Regions from separate parts of the Pan troglodytes genome. Here region 2 is linked to region 1. The links are chromatin contacts, called in public HiChIP or PLAC-seq maps. All regions are on one chromosome and are shown on one strand. The core of a region is the stretch at or near the end of the contact, and the rest is flanking DNA. Distances in the headings are between cores, read along the strand shown. Region 1 holds the start of TERF2 (telomeric repeat binding factor 2). Region 2 holds the start of NQO1 (NAD(P)H quinone dehydrogenase 1).

Evidence for each region. HiChIP or PLAC-seq counts read pairs in DNA pulled down with a chosen protein or histone mark.
Region 2: a contact with region 1 is called in an H3K4me3 HiChIP or PLAC-seq map of stem cell-derived excitatory neurons, with 3 times the contacts expected there. The contact joins the promoter of NQO1 here to the promoter of TERF2 in region 1. A contact is called at or near these places in 2 of 7 Hi-C or Micro-C datasets (induced pluripotent stem cells and stem cell-derived neural progenitor cells) and 1 of 1 datasets of contacts at active chromatin or transcription factors (stem cell-derived excitatory neurons).

What each region holds. Positions count from the first base shown.
Region 1 is chr18:67,433,085-67,439,608 of NHGRI_mPanTro3-v2.0_pri, forward strand. It overlaps TERF2 (telomeric repeat binding factor 2), which reads right to left and starts at 1,610. Exons shown (of 10, transcript XM_016930077.3): 1 at 1,195-1,610; 2 at 993-1,088; 3 at 183-313. The coding sequence starts at 1,573.
Region 2 is chr18:67,773,646-67,779,968 of NHGRI_mPanTro3-v2.0_pri, forward strand. It overlaps NQO1 (NAD(P)H quinone dehydrogenase 1), which reads right to left and starts at 4,772. Exons shown (of 6, transcript XM_016930090.3): 1 at 4,563-4,772. The coding sequence starts at 4,569.

The sequences.
Region 1 (6,524 bases), core at 360-2,859:
TCCCAAGCCTGGGTGGGAAAGGAGACACCTGAAGAGATAACGTCTGTGTGTGCGCTTTCTTGCTTGCTCAATCTCTCCCCATTGCTGTTTTCCTCTGCCCCACACAGTAAAGAGTAAGTGCTGTATCCTCAAAGACCCTTGATTTTTGGTCAAAGAAAAAAGATATAAAAATAGAGCCTTACAGCTTCCTTGACCAGTTTTCTACTGGATTCGACCACTGCTTCTGTCAGTGTAAATTCCGTTTTAATCATCTCCAGCACATTGATAGCTGATTCCAGTGGTGTGAGCTCAGCCTCCATATCAAAGGAACAGTCTAGGACAAAGCACAGTTTTCATTTTAAGCTCTTTTCTAAGGGTAAAAAAGTTATGTCCAAAAGTTATATATATATATTTATGGAAATGGAGCATGCAAATATGGTAAGATTTGCATTTAATTTTTTGACATATTTGCTACAGGTTGACATACACGATAAGGGTCCAAATTCAAATCAATGAATTTAACGTGACCATTTTTTAACACCTGTCAAGACAGGCAAAAAAATTATTTTTAAATACATGCATTTGCCTCTCAAATTCAGAATATACCCATCCTCCTCAGATACGAGTGGCAAGAAACTGACAACAGCTAAATAGCTTTCAAGTTAAATTCAGAGGGGAAAAATGTCAGAGTACTTCCACTCTGAAAAACTCTCTACCATGGGGGAAAAAAGATGTCCATATGAACATAACTCACTTCAGATAGGAGCAAAGTTGGGGTGAGCAATTAACAGGTGGGAGAAGATTTTTAAAAAACACAGAAAAGCAGCCAAGACAACCTTAACCGGAGAAAACTAGAGCCAGTCGAGCCAGAAAACAGACCCACCGTAGAATGAAAAAGACCACTCTGATGGAAACTATCGCACTTTAACCTGGAATCCTTCAGTTCTAGATATAAGTTTTAAAACAAAACCCTACGCAAGTAAGCCCAGAGAAGAACACAAAAATAGCCATACCTAAATTTTCCCCTTCTTCAATGCGCGACAGACACTGCATAACCCGCAGCAATCGGGACACGGTATGCTCCTTCCCCAAGGGCCTGACAAGCAAAGCTGGGAGAGAAGACATCGTTGGCTGGGCGACCCCCAGTCCCGACTCCCGGTCCCCCGGACCCCCTTCCCCAGCGCTCCAACCCCCTTCCCCCGGCCCGGCCCTCACCCTGCATGATGTCCCGGATCTGTCTGAAGTCCCCGTACCGGCTACCCCGAAAGGCCCGCAGCGCCTCGTGGAAGTAGAACTTGAGCACCCAGCGATTGACTGCCTCTTCCAGCCGTGCCTCCCCCGCGCCGCGCTCCGCCGGGCCCCCCAGCCCCGGCTCGTGGCGCCCCCGCCGGGCCCGCCCGCTACTGCGGGACGCCCGCCTGCCAGCTGCCCGCCCGCTGCCGTCGCTACTCCCGCCTCCTCCCGCCATCGTGTCCGATCGCCGCGCGCCCTCCCCGCCCTCCCGGCCGGGCCGCTTCCTCGGCTGTGACGCCGCTGGGTCACGCACGACGCCCGGGCCGGAAGCGGGGCCCGCCGTCCCGGCTCCCGCGGCCATGATAGAAACAGCGTTCCGAGCCGCCCGCGGGCTTCTGGGAGGGAAAGGACCGGAGGGCCCGGCCCCCTTCTCAGACGCCGTAGTTCCCGATGTGCCGGCCGCAATGCCTCCTGGGGCTTGAAGTCCACGCCGCCCAGGCCGGTGAACCCGGCGGGGTTTGCAGTCAACTTCGCTCCGAATTTACAGAAAACAGCTACTATGCTAGGGACGCGGAACAGTGTATTAGAGACTGAAAAACAGGCCGGGATCGGTGGCTCAACGCCTGTAATCCCAGCACTTTGGGAGGCTGAGGCGGGTGGATCACCTGAGGTCGGGAGTTCGAGACCAGCCTGACCAACATGGAGAAACCCCATCTCTACTAAAAATACAAAATTAGCCGGACGTGGTGGCGCATGCCTGTAATCCTAGCTACTCGGGATGCTGAGGCAGGAGACTCGCTTGAACCCGGGAGCGGAGGTTGCGGTGAGCCGAGATCGCGCTATTGCACTCTAGCCTGGGCAACAAGAGCGAAACTCCGTCTCAAAAAAAAGAAAAGAAAAAAAAGAAAACCAAATATGTGCACCTTATTAAACACTTTGAAAATTGTGGAAGAGAGCATACACAGAGGAAAGTCTTTAAACAAATTTGTATTTTAACAAATACTGTAATTATAAAGCAAAGACCAGTGTGATACCAATAAATAGAATGCACCTGGCAACCCAGCCTCTAGACATATACTCTTTGTAATCACAAAAATAACACATTTTGTTGTAGAACAATTAGAAAAATAAGCAAAAGGACCACCCATAGTCCCATAGAGGGTCTGAGTCACTTTCAGATATCTCTGATACTCTTGGAATTCACCAACTGGCACTTGACCAAATGGAGAACCTCCAGCTCAGACCTTAGTTCAGGATGGTGGTTGTGGGTGCCTCTTCCTGAGAGGCCCAGTAACTGGTCTAGCTTCAAAGATTGTCCTACCAGCCCCACTAGTCTGGAACCTGCAAAGATCCAGTTTGGGGCCACTCAAAGACAACTCAGAAGTGCAGGTGGCCAAGTCCTTGAGGATGTGAATCCCATGCTGGACCTGTGCATTAATATCAGGACCTTAATATGTATAGTATCCTGGAAAGCCAAAAGTTCTACGAGGTACACGTTCCGGGATGAGAGAAGAGGCCTCTAGGTCTGACTGATCTTTGGTGATCATAACTGCTTTTCTTTTTTTTCTTTTTTTTTCTTGAGATGGAATCTCGTTCTGTCGTCCAGGCTGGAGTGCAGTGGCACGATCTCAGCTCACTGCAAGCTCCGCCTCTGGGTTCACGCCATTCTCCTGCCTCAGCCTCCCGAGTGGCTGGGACTACAGGCGCCCACTACCATGCCCAGCTAATTTTTTGTATTTTTAGTAGAGACGGGGTTTCACCGTGTTAGCCAGGACGGTCTCCATCTCCTGACCTCGTGATCCGCCCGCCTCGGTCTCCCAAAGTGCTGGGATTACAGGCGTGAGCCACTGTGCCCGGCCCATGGCTGCTTTTCCATTCCAGCCTGCTTGCCTTAACCAGGAACCAAATCACTTGCCTTTATTTTAGTTTTTTTGAGAAAGTTTCACTCTGTAATGCAGGTTGGAGTGCAGTGGCGCAATCGTGCTCACTGCAGCCTTGAACTCCTGGGCTCAAGTGATCCTCCTGTCTCAACCTCCCAAGTAGCTAAGACTACCAGCGTGTGCCACCATGCCTGGGTAATTTGAAATTTTTTTTCGTAGAATTAGGGGTCTTGCCGTGTTGCCCAGGCTGGTCTCGAACTCCTGGCCTCAAGCACTCCTCCCACCCTGGTCTCCTAAAGTGCTGGGGATTTCAGGGTTGAGCTACTATGCCTGGTGCCAAATCACTTGCCTTTCAATTCTAACTTTTTTTTTTTTTTTTTTCTGAGACAGAGTCTTGTTCTGTTGCCCAGGCTGGAGTGCAGTGGCACGATCTTGGCTCACTGCAACCTCCACCTCCCGGGTTCAAGTGATTCTCCTGCCTCAGCCTCCCGAGTAGCTGGGATTACAGGCGTGTGCCACCATGCCTGGCTAATTTTTGTATTTTTAGTAGAGACGGGGTTTCACCATGTTGGCCACGCTGTCTCGAACTCCTGGCCTCAAGTGATCCACCCATTGTGGCCTCCCAAAGTGCTGAGATTATAGGCGTGAGCCACTGCGCCTGGCCAGTGCTAACTCCTCTACTTGCTAGCTGTTTAACCTTGAACGAATCCCTTAACTGTCTCTGTGCCTCTGTTTCCACATCTGTCAAGCACAAATAATGAAGGTACCTCTTGGAAATTATACGAAAAGTCAATGAATTGCTATTTCTAATGCCTTTAGCGAAGGGCTCAGCTTGTGGTAAGGGCTCAGTAAGTGTAAGCTGTTTTTTGTTTGTTTGTTTTTTGAGACAGAGTTTTGCTCTTGTCGCCCAGGCTTGAGTGTAATGGCGCAATCTCGGCTCACTGCAACCTCCATCTCCCAGGTTCAATTGATTGTCCTGCCTCAGCCTCCCGAGTAGCTGGGATTACAGGAAAGCAGGAAGCACTTAAGGTTTTCAAAGAAGTTCCCTTAAAGAGACAGTTGGGTATTTGTGGTAGATAAAGAAGAGAATGATTTTGGGATAACCAGAGGATGATGGGACTTTGAAAAATGAGGAGAAAATCCATCAAGCAGGACACTTACGATTTGCGCACTTTATGTAAGTCATACCTTAATTTTGAAAAAATAAAAGAAAAATGAGTTTTTTTTGATAGAGGAGAGTAGGAGACTTTCTAGGCAGGTCCTGGATGAGTTAATAAAAACAGCTTATACCGGCCGGGCGCTGTGGCTGACACCTGTAATCCCAACACTTTGGGAGGCCAAGGTGGGTGGATAACCTGAGGTCAGGAGTTGGAGACCAACCTGGCCAACATGGTGAAACCCCATCTGTACTAAAAATACAAAAATTAGCTGGGTGTGGTAGCTGAAGCCTGTAATCCCAGCTACTCGGGAGGCTGAGGCAGGAGAATTGCTTGATCCTGGGAGGCGGAGGTTGCAGTGAGCCAGGATCCCGCCAGTGCACTCCAGCCTGGGCAACAGAGCCAGACTCCGTCTTAAAAAATAAAGATGAAATAAGGCCTGTAAATAATGTCTGACAATGCTGGGTGCGGTGGCTCACGACTGTAATCCCAGCACTTTGGGAAGCCAAGACATAAGAATCGCTTGGGAGGCAGAGGTTGCAGTGAGCTGAGATGGTGCCACTGCACTCCAGCCTGGATAGAGTGAGCTCTGTCTTAAAATAACAATAGTAATAATAATAATGATAATAATAACTGGCCAGGCACGGTGGGTCACGCCTGTAATCCCAGCACTTTAGGAGGCCATGGTGGGAGGACCACCTGAGTTCAGGAGTTCAAGACCAGCCTGGCCAACATGGTGAAACCCCATGTCTACTAAAAATACAAAATTAACCGGGCATGGTGGTGGGCACCTGTAATCCCAGCTACTTGGGAGGCTGAGGCAGGAGAATCACTTGAACCAAGGAGGTGGAGGTTGCAGTGAGCCGAGAACATGCCATTGCATGCCAGCCTGGGCGAAAAGAGCAAAACTCAGTCTCAAAAAAAAAAAAAAAAAATTGCCTGACACATGCCAATCAAGCTAGCAAGGTTTTTTTTTTGAGACAGGATCTTGCTCTGTCACCCAGGCCAGAGTGCAGTGGTGTGATCGTGGCTCACCACAGCCTCGACCTCCTGGGCTCCAGTGATCCTCCTTCCTCAGCCTCCTGAGTAGCTGGGACTACAGGTACATGCCACCATATCTGGCTAATTATTATTTTTTTATTTTTTTGTAGCGACAGGGTTTTGCCATGTTGGCCAGGCTGGTCTCAAACTCCTGGGCTCAGGCAGTCTTCCCGCCTAGGCCTCCCAAAGTGCTGAGATTACAGGTCTGAGCCACCAAGCTGGGCCTAGCAAGGTATTTTTTGTTTGTTTTTGTTTTTGAGACGGAGTTTCGCTCTTGTTGCCCAGGCTGGAGTGCAATGGTGTGATCTCGGCTCACTGCAACCTCCACCTCCTGGGTTCAAGCGATTCTCCTGCCTCAGCCTCCTAAGTAGCTGGGATTACAGGCATGCACCACCGCACCCAGCTAATTTTGTATTTTTAGCAGAGATGGGGTTTCACCATATTGGTCAGGCTGGTCTTGAACTCCTGACCTGAGGTGATCCACCCACCTCGGCCTCCCAAAGTGCTGGGATTACAGGCGTGAGCCACCACGCCCGGCCACTAGCAAGGTTTTTTGTTTTGTTTTGTTTTTTGAGACAGAGTCTCGCTCTGTTGCCCAGGCTGGAGTGCAATGGTGTGATCTCGGCTCACTGCAACCTCCGTTTCCCGTATTCAAGAGATTCTCCTGCCTCAGCCTCCCAAGTAGTTGGGATTACAGGCGCCCACCACCACACCCGGCTAATTTGTTTGTGTTTTTAGTAGAGATGGGGTTTTCCCATGTTGGTCAGGCTGGTCTCGAACTCCTGACCTCAGGCAATCTGCCCACCTCGGCCTCCCAAAGTGCTGGGATTATAGGCGTGAGCCACCACGCCCAGCCTCCACTAGAAAGGTTTTAAAAGTTAATAATCGGCCGGGCATGTGAACCCGGGGGGCAGAGCTTGCAGTGAGCCAAGATTGTGCCACTGCACTCCAGCCTGGGCGACAAAGCAGGACTCTGTCTCAAAAAAAAAAAAAAAAAAAAAAAAGGCCAAGCGCGGTGGCTCATGCCTGTAATCCCAGCACTTTGGGAGGCCGAGACGGGTGGATCACAAGGTCAGGAGATCAAGACTATCCTGGCTAACACGGTGAAACCCTGTCTCCACTAAAAATACAAAAAATTAGCCGGGTGTGGTGGTGGGCCCCTGTAGTCCCAGCTGCTCGGGAGGCTGAGGCAGGAGAATGGTGTGAACCAGGGAGGCGGAGCTTGCAGTGAGCT
Region 2 (6,323 bases), core at 3,522-6,021, 340 kb after region 1:
TGGCTAACATGGAGAAACCCCGTTTCTACCAAAAAAAAAAAAAAATTAGCTGAGCGTAGTGGTGTGTGCCTGTAGTCCCAGCTACTTAGGAAGCTGAGGTGGGAAGATCGTTTGAGCCAGGGAGGTGGAGGTTGCGGTGAGCCGTGATCACACCACTGTACTCCAGCCTGGGCGACAGTGAGACTTACAAACAGTGAGAAATACAACAGCGTACAAGGGCATAGAGCGAATTGCCAGAGAAAGGACGCTTACCCCCACAGTTGCTCCTGATAATGTGCGCTGCTACTTCATACCCTACCATGAACAGTGGGTGGAGCTGGGAGAGAAGGCATCCGCAACTTTTTTGGCGGGGTGGGGGTGGGGGCGGGGGAGATGAAGTCTTGCTCTGTCACCCAGGCTGGAGTGCAGTGGCGCCATCTCGGCTCACAGCAACTTCTGCCTCCCAGGTTCAAGCGATTCTCCTTCCTCAGCCTCCGAATAGCTGGGATTACAGGCGCGTGCCACCACGCCCGGCTAATTTTTTTGTATTTTTTGTTTTAGTAGAGACACCATGTTAGCCAGGATGGTCTCGATGTCCTAACCTCATGACCCACCTGCCTTGGCCTTCCAAAGTGCTGGGATTACAGGCGTGAGCCACCGCGCCCAGCCGGCATCTGCAACTTTTTTGCACCATCTGAATAACTAGAAATAACTAAAATAACTAGAAAGGCACATTTAAGCCTTAAGCTCTCTTCCTGCTTTTATTATTGACCACATCTAGCAAGGCAAGTGCCTCTTGGGCTAAATTCAGCCAAGTGTAACTTTCAGGGCCCAGTATGCCAAACGGGATTTCCAAACTTGGTCCTAGGGTTTTGGACTCTTGAAACTAAGATTCAGTGGAATAGGTGTCTGATGATGATTTCAATGCGCTGGAAGTGATTGACTTGCTTGGGATAGCTTGGAAAAAGGAAAAGGAAGCTCTGAGGCTGCCTCAACAAATTCCTACCTCTTTAACCCATGGATTTAACATGATTGGGAGGGAAGTGAGCATATTCAGCTCTAACAGGCATTTTCTTTGTAACTTAACTTGCCATTAGTCTTATCAATGTTTACTGATCGCCGCTCTGACAGTTTTTGTTTGTCTGTTTGTTTGAGACAGAGTTTCGCTCTGTCGCCCAGGCTGGAGTGCAGTGGCGCGATCTCGGCTCACTGCAAGCTCCGCCTCCCGGGTTCACGCCATTCTCCGGCCTCAGCCTCCCGAGTAGCTGGGATTACAGGCGCCCGCCACCACGCCCGGCTAATTGTTTGTATTTTTAGTAGAGACGGGGTTTCACCGTGTTAGCCAGGATGGTCTCGATTTCCTGACCTCGTGATCCGCCTGTCTCGGCCTCCCAAACTGCTGGGATTACAGGCGTGAGCCACAGCGCCCAGCCAACAGTTTTTATTTTATTGACTTCTCATCAATGTTAACAAGCATTTTCTAAGTAGTAAGACAGTCAAGGCACTTCTCAGAAAATGAGCAAATCAGGATATCCATCTCTTGCTCTTTCAAGGAGCTCAGACTCTAATAGCTATAAGCAGGCCTGTGACTTTACAATTTTTCATGTAAGGCAACACACAGGCAGGAATAATATATTTGCAACAAATATAACCATCAAAGTGCAGTACCTCGAATAGGTAGATCCCCAAAACAACTCAAAAGAAAAATGATCAAAAGAAGGTTGTGGGTGGGGCGCGGTGGCTCACACCTGTAATCTCAGCACTTTGGGAGGCTGAGGCGGGCAGATCACCTCATGTCAGGAGTTCGAGACCAGCCTGGTTAACATGGTGAAACCCCGTCTCTACTAAAAATACAAAAAAAATTTAACCAGGTGTAGTGGCAGGTGCCTGTAATCCCAGCTAATCGGGAGGCTGAGGCAGGAGAATCGCTTGAATCCAGGAGGCGGAGGTTGCAATGAACTGAGCAAGCCTCTGTCTCAAACAAACAAACAAAAAGATGGTTGTGAATAGGCAATTTAAAAGTTTTCTGGGCCCTGGAGGGTTCATTTTCCCTTCCTGCCACTTAACTAGCTGAGCAACATGACCTGGGAGGAGTTAGACTATTAGAGTTTACCCTGAGAGAGGCCACAAGATGCACATACGGATAACCTCTTCAGGGTACAATGGCATTAGTGTGTTAGGAGAGGTAAGGGACAAAGTTCAACAGAAGGCTGGGTGTGGTGGCTCATGCCTGTAATCGTAGCACTTTGGGAGACCGAGGCGGGTGGATCACTTGAGGTCAGGAGCTAGAGACCAGCCTGGCCAACATGGTGAAACCCCGTCTCTAAAAATACACAATTAGCTGGGCGTGGTGGTGGGCGCCTGTAATCCCAGCTACTTGGGAGGCTGCAGCACAAGAATCGTTTGAACCTGGGAAGTGGAGATTGCAATGAGCCAAGATCACGCCACTGCACTACAGCCTGGGCAACAGAGTGAGTGAGACTCCATCTCAAAAAGTTCAACAGAGGAAAACTTCAGGACCTCAGGGCTGGCCCATTCGGAAAGGCCCTCAGAGGCTTGCCATTTGAGCTGAATCTTGGTCTTGAACTCCTGGCCTCAAGCAGTCCTCCCGCCTCAGCCTCCCAAAAGTGCTGGGATTACAGGAGTGAGCCACCACTCCCAGCCAAAATTTTTTTTTTTTTAATTAGCTGGGTTTCAAGTTCTTCTGCTCTGACCAAAAAAATTAGCTGGGTGTGGTGGCACACACCTGTAGTCCCAGCTACTCAGGGGGCAAAGATGGGACAATCACTTGAGCCCAGGAGGTCAAGGCTGAAGTGAGCCCTGATCATGCCACTGCACTCCAGCCTGGGCAACAAAGCAAGACCCTGTCTCAAAAAGAAAAAAAGAAGTATGATAAAGATAAGCCTTTGTATCAGTTTCATGCATTCTCCTTCTGCCTTCTCTTCTCACTTGAGTGCTCCAGGGAACATGAGTGCGAATCAGATGCATCTATTAGTTGCAAACAAAAAACCTGGATGCTTTAGTTAACCTCAAGATTTGGTTAGCTGGGTACAGCTAAAACTAATTATACAAGATCCAAGTCTTCCCTTTTCACCTCATTACCACCGCCCTTTTTTGTGTTTAAGCTACACATAAATACAGAACATTCTGTAAGATTGAAAAGTCAGGAAATAGTTCCTGCCCTAGTATTGGAGGAGAGGGTGCCAGTGCCTCGACGCTGAAGAATGAAATACAAGGGAAACAGCAACCACCGTGTATGCGGCAAGCCTCTCAGCTGTCAGAATCTATTCCCTGCTGTCTCTGCCAGTAACTCATGCTGGGCTACCAATCCCCAGCTTAGTCCCTTTCTCAGAGATCCTGATAATTTCAGTTTGTCAACTGCAAGGGCAGTCTGTTCCTCCACTCACTTTGACCAAGATGGGCTTCTTTGTGTACAGGTGCATTTTTAGAGGCAGGACCAGGTCCACAGGGAAGGAAATTACAAAACGCAGGATTCTGCCCCAGATGAGGCAACAGCTTTCTAAATCTTGGTACTGTCCAATCTCAGAGTGAGATTATTTGGGAAACAGCTCTCAATCCCTGCAGTTGTCTCAGCTGGTTATTTATGCCTTGGGTGGAGCTGGGGTGACCTCTGAGTTCCCCTAGGGTCGATGGCCGAGTGGGAAGGCTCTATCACTGAAGTGGACCCAATACTAGAAACGGATCCAGTACGATCTGATCAGGTTTGCCTAATCCAAGGGCCTCAATGGAAAATACCTCCCAAGGCCAGGCACGGTGGCTCACGTCAGTAATCTCAGCACTTGGGGAGGCTGAGGTGGGTGGATCGCCTGAGGTCGGGAGTTCGAGACCATGCTGGGCAACTTGGCAAAACCCGTCTCTACTAAAAATATAAAAATTAGCCGCGCATGATGGCGCACTCCTGTAATCCCAGCTACTCGGGAGGCTGAGATGGGAGAATCGCTTGAACCCGGGAGGCGGAAGTTGCGCTGAGCTGAGATAGCGCCATTGCACTACAGCCTGGGCGACAAGAGCAAAACTCCGTCTCAAACAAAACAAAACCTGTGCCTGGCAGCCTGGAGCCGGTTCTGGTCTCCGTCAAACTAAAGGCATCAGTTTCCTCCACTCCTGTCCACCAATCGCCAGATATTCTCATTTTCTTCAGAAGCTCGGAATCCACATTTTTAAGTGAAATCACCCATTTTAATGTTAGCAACTTATTTCAAAGTGTTTTAAATACTATAGACCAAAAGAGGTATGGGCTGTGACCGTAAGCCTGATTTGGCCTCTGACGGCCAGTTTCTGACCACAGTTTTGGAGGGAATTTCTGCTTCCAAGGTCAAGTTTCTCCTAAATGCCCACTAGAGTTCGTGGGGTGGAGTGAGTAAGGATCCGCGACACCGGATACAAACAGAAGCTCTCCTTCTCCCGGAGTCCGATCAAGGCTCATCCCAGGTCCCTAATCTCTTCCCTTTGTGGGTTTTGAGTCAAGGAAGAAAATTCAGGGCCAAGCCCCTACAACCTCCTCCACAGGCACCGGTGCTCGAGAGACGACCGCCAAGCACCCCGCCCTTTGCAGCACTCACCGACCATGGCTCTGGTGCAGTCCAGGGCGCTGATTGGCTGGGCTCGTGGTTGCCGGGGCGACCCTGGCCAGAACTAGGCTCTCGGTGAGCTGGGCGGCTCCGGCTGCAACCTTGCGGGAGTCGCGTGTGTAGTGCACGGTGCATTCTCTCTTATATATCCTGTCCGGCCCGTTTGAGTTGGACAGCCTACAAGGGCGGAACCCAACGCCTGAATCCTAGGTTGCTGGGCGGAGGATGCCGAGGCTGCAGCTCCAGGAAGGGAGGGAGCCTGGGGGATGAAGGAGGGGCCTCTCCACTCTCACCCGCCGGAGCAACTGGTGGAAGTCAAGAAAAGTCTCTGGGGGCTGGGGGAGGGGATTGTAGGGGTGTGTGTGACAGAGGCCTCAAAAATCTGGCTGGGGGTGCTAAGGCAAGCCCATCTGCGCACTGTGCCCTGAGGTGCAAGAGGATGCAGGGTGGAAGTCGTCCCAAGAGAGTCCAGGGATCAAGTGGGCATGCCCTTTTAGCCTTGGCACGAAATGGAGCAGAAAAAGAGCCGGATGCGGATTACTGTGGTGCCCTAGGCTCAGATTCTGCTGAGTCACTGTGACTGCGGATTTGGAAGGCTGAGAGTCCTGGGGAGACATGCTCCGTGGAGACGAATTTGTTTCTTGCTTTGCAAGATTCACATTCTGCACTTGGGGGCCCATACAACACACTTCCCTGGGTGCATGCCACTGCACCACCCCTGCTCCTCAAGGCAGGTAATGGGGGAACTAATTGGTTTTGTTTCCCATGAGCTAAGGCAAGGCTGGTGTGGAGATAGCAGTTATAGGGAAGCATATTAAAGAATAGCCAAAACGGGACCAGGCGCGGTGGCTCACGCCTGTAATCCCAGCAATATGGGAGGCCGAGGTGGGTGGATCACCTGAGGTCAGGAGTTCGAGACCAGCCTGGCCAACCTGGTGAAGCCCCGTCTGTACTGAAAAATTAGCCGGGCGTGATGGCGGGTGCCTGTAGTCCCAGCTACTCGGGAGGCTGAGGCAGGAGAATCGCTTGAACCCGGAAGGCGGAGGTTGCAGTGGGTCGAGATCGTGCCACTGCACTCCCGCCTGGGTGACGAAGTGAGACTCCGTCTCAAAAAAAATCTCTATAAAGTAAAAGTTACTGTAAAGAAGGAGATATACTCTCAGTAGGTGAAGGAAAAAGAACTAGAGCTTTAAAGTGGTAATTAACCATCAGAAGAATTACAGATGGGGGAGGTGAGGATGACACAGGGCCCTTCCGTTGTCCCTCCAGTGCAAAAGTTAAGGAGGCACCAGAAAACTGGTTTCCAACTCCCGACCTCAGGTGATCCTACCGCCTCGGCCTCCCGAAGTGCTGGGATTACAGGCATGAGCCACCGTGCCCGGCCCCATCGTGACATTTTTGCATTCATTTTGATGTAACAAGAGAGGACTATATTATTTACACGTATTTACGAATTACTTTGGGAGGCTGAGGCAGGAGAATCACTTGAGCCCAAGAGTTTGAGAAAAGCCTGAGCAACAAAGTGAGACCCCATCTGACAAAATAGTATAAAAGGACGTTTTAAAAAAGGGCTAGGTAGGCAGCCCTGTCCAATAGAACTTTCCCTATCTGTGCTGCCCAAGTAAGGTAGCCACAAGCTTCAAGTAGCTATTGAGCACTGGAAATGTGGCCAGCAGCCAGGCGTGGTGGCAGGCGCCTGTGTCCCAGCTACTCAGGATCTGAGGCGAAAAGATCGCTTGAGCCCAGGAATTC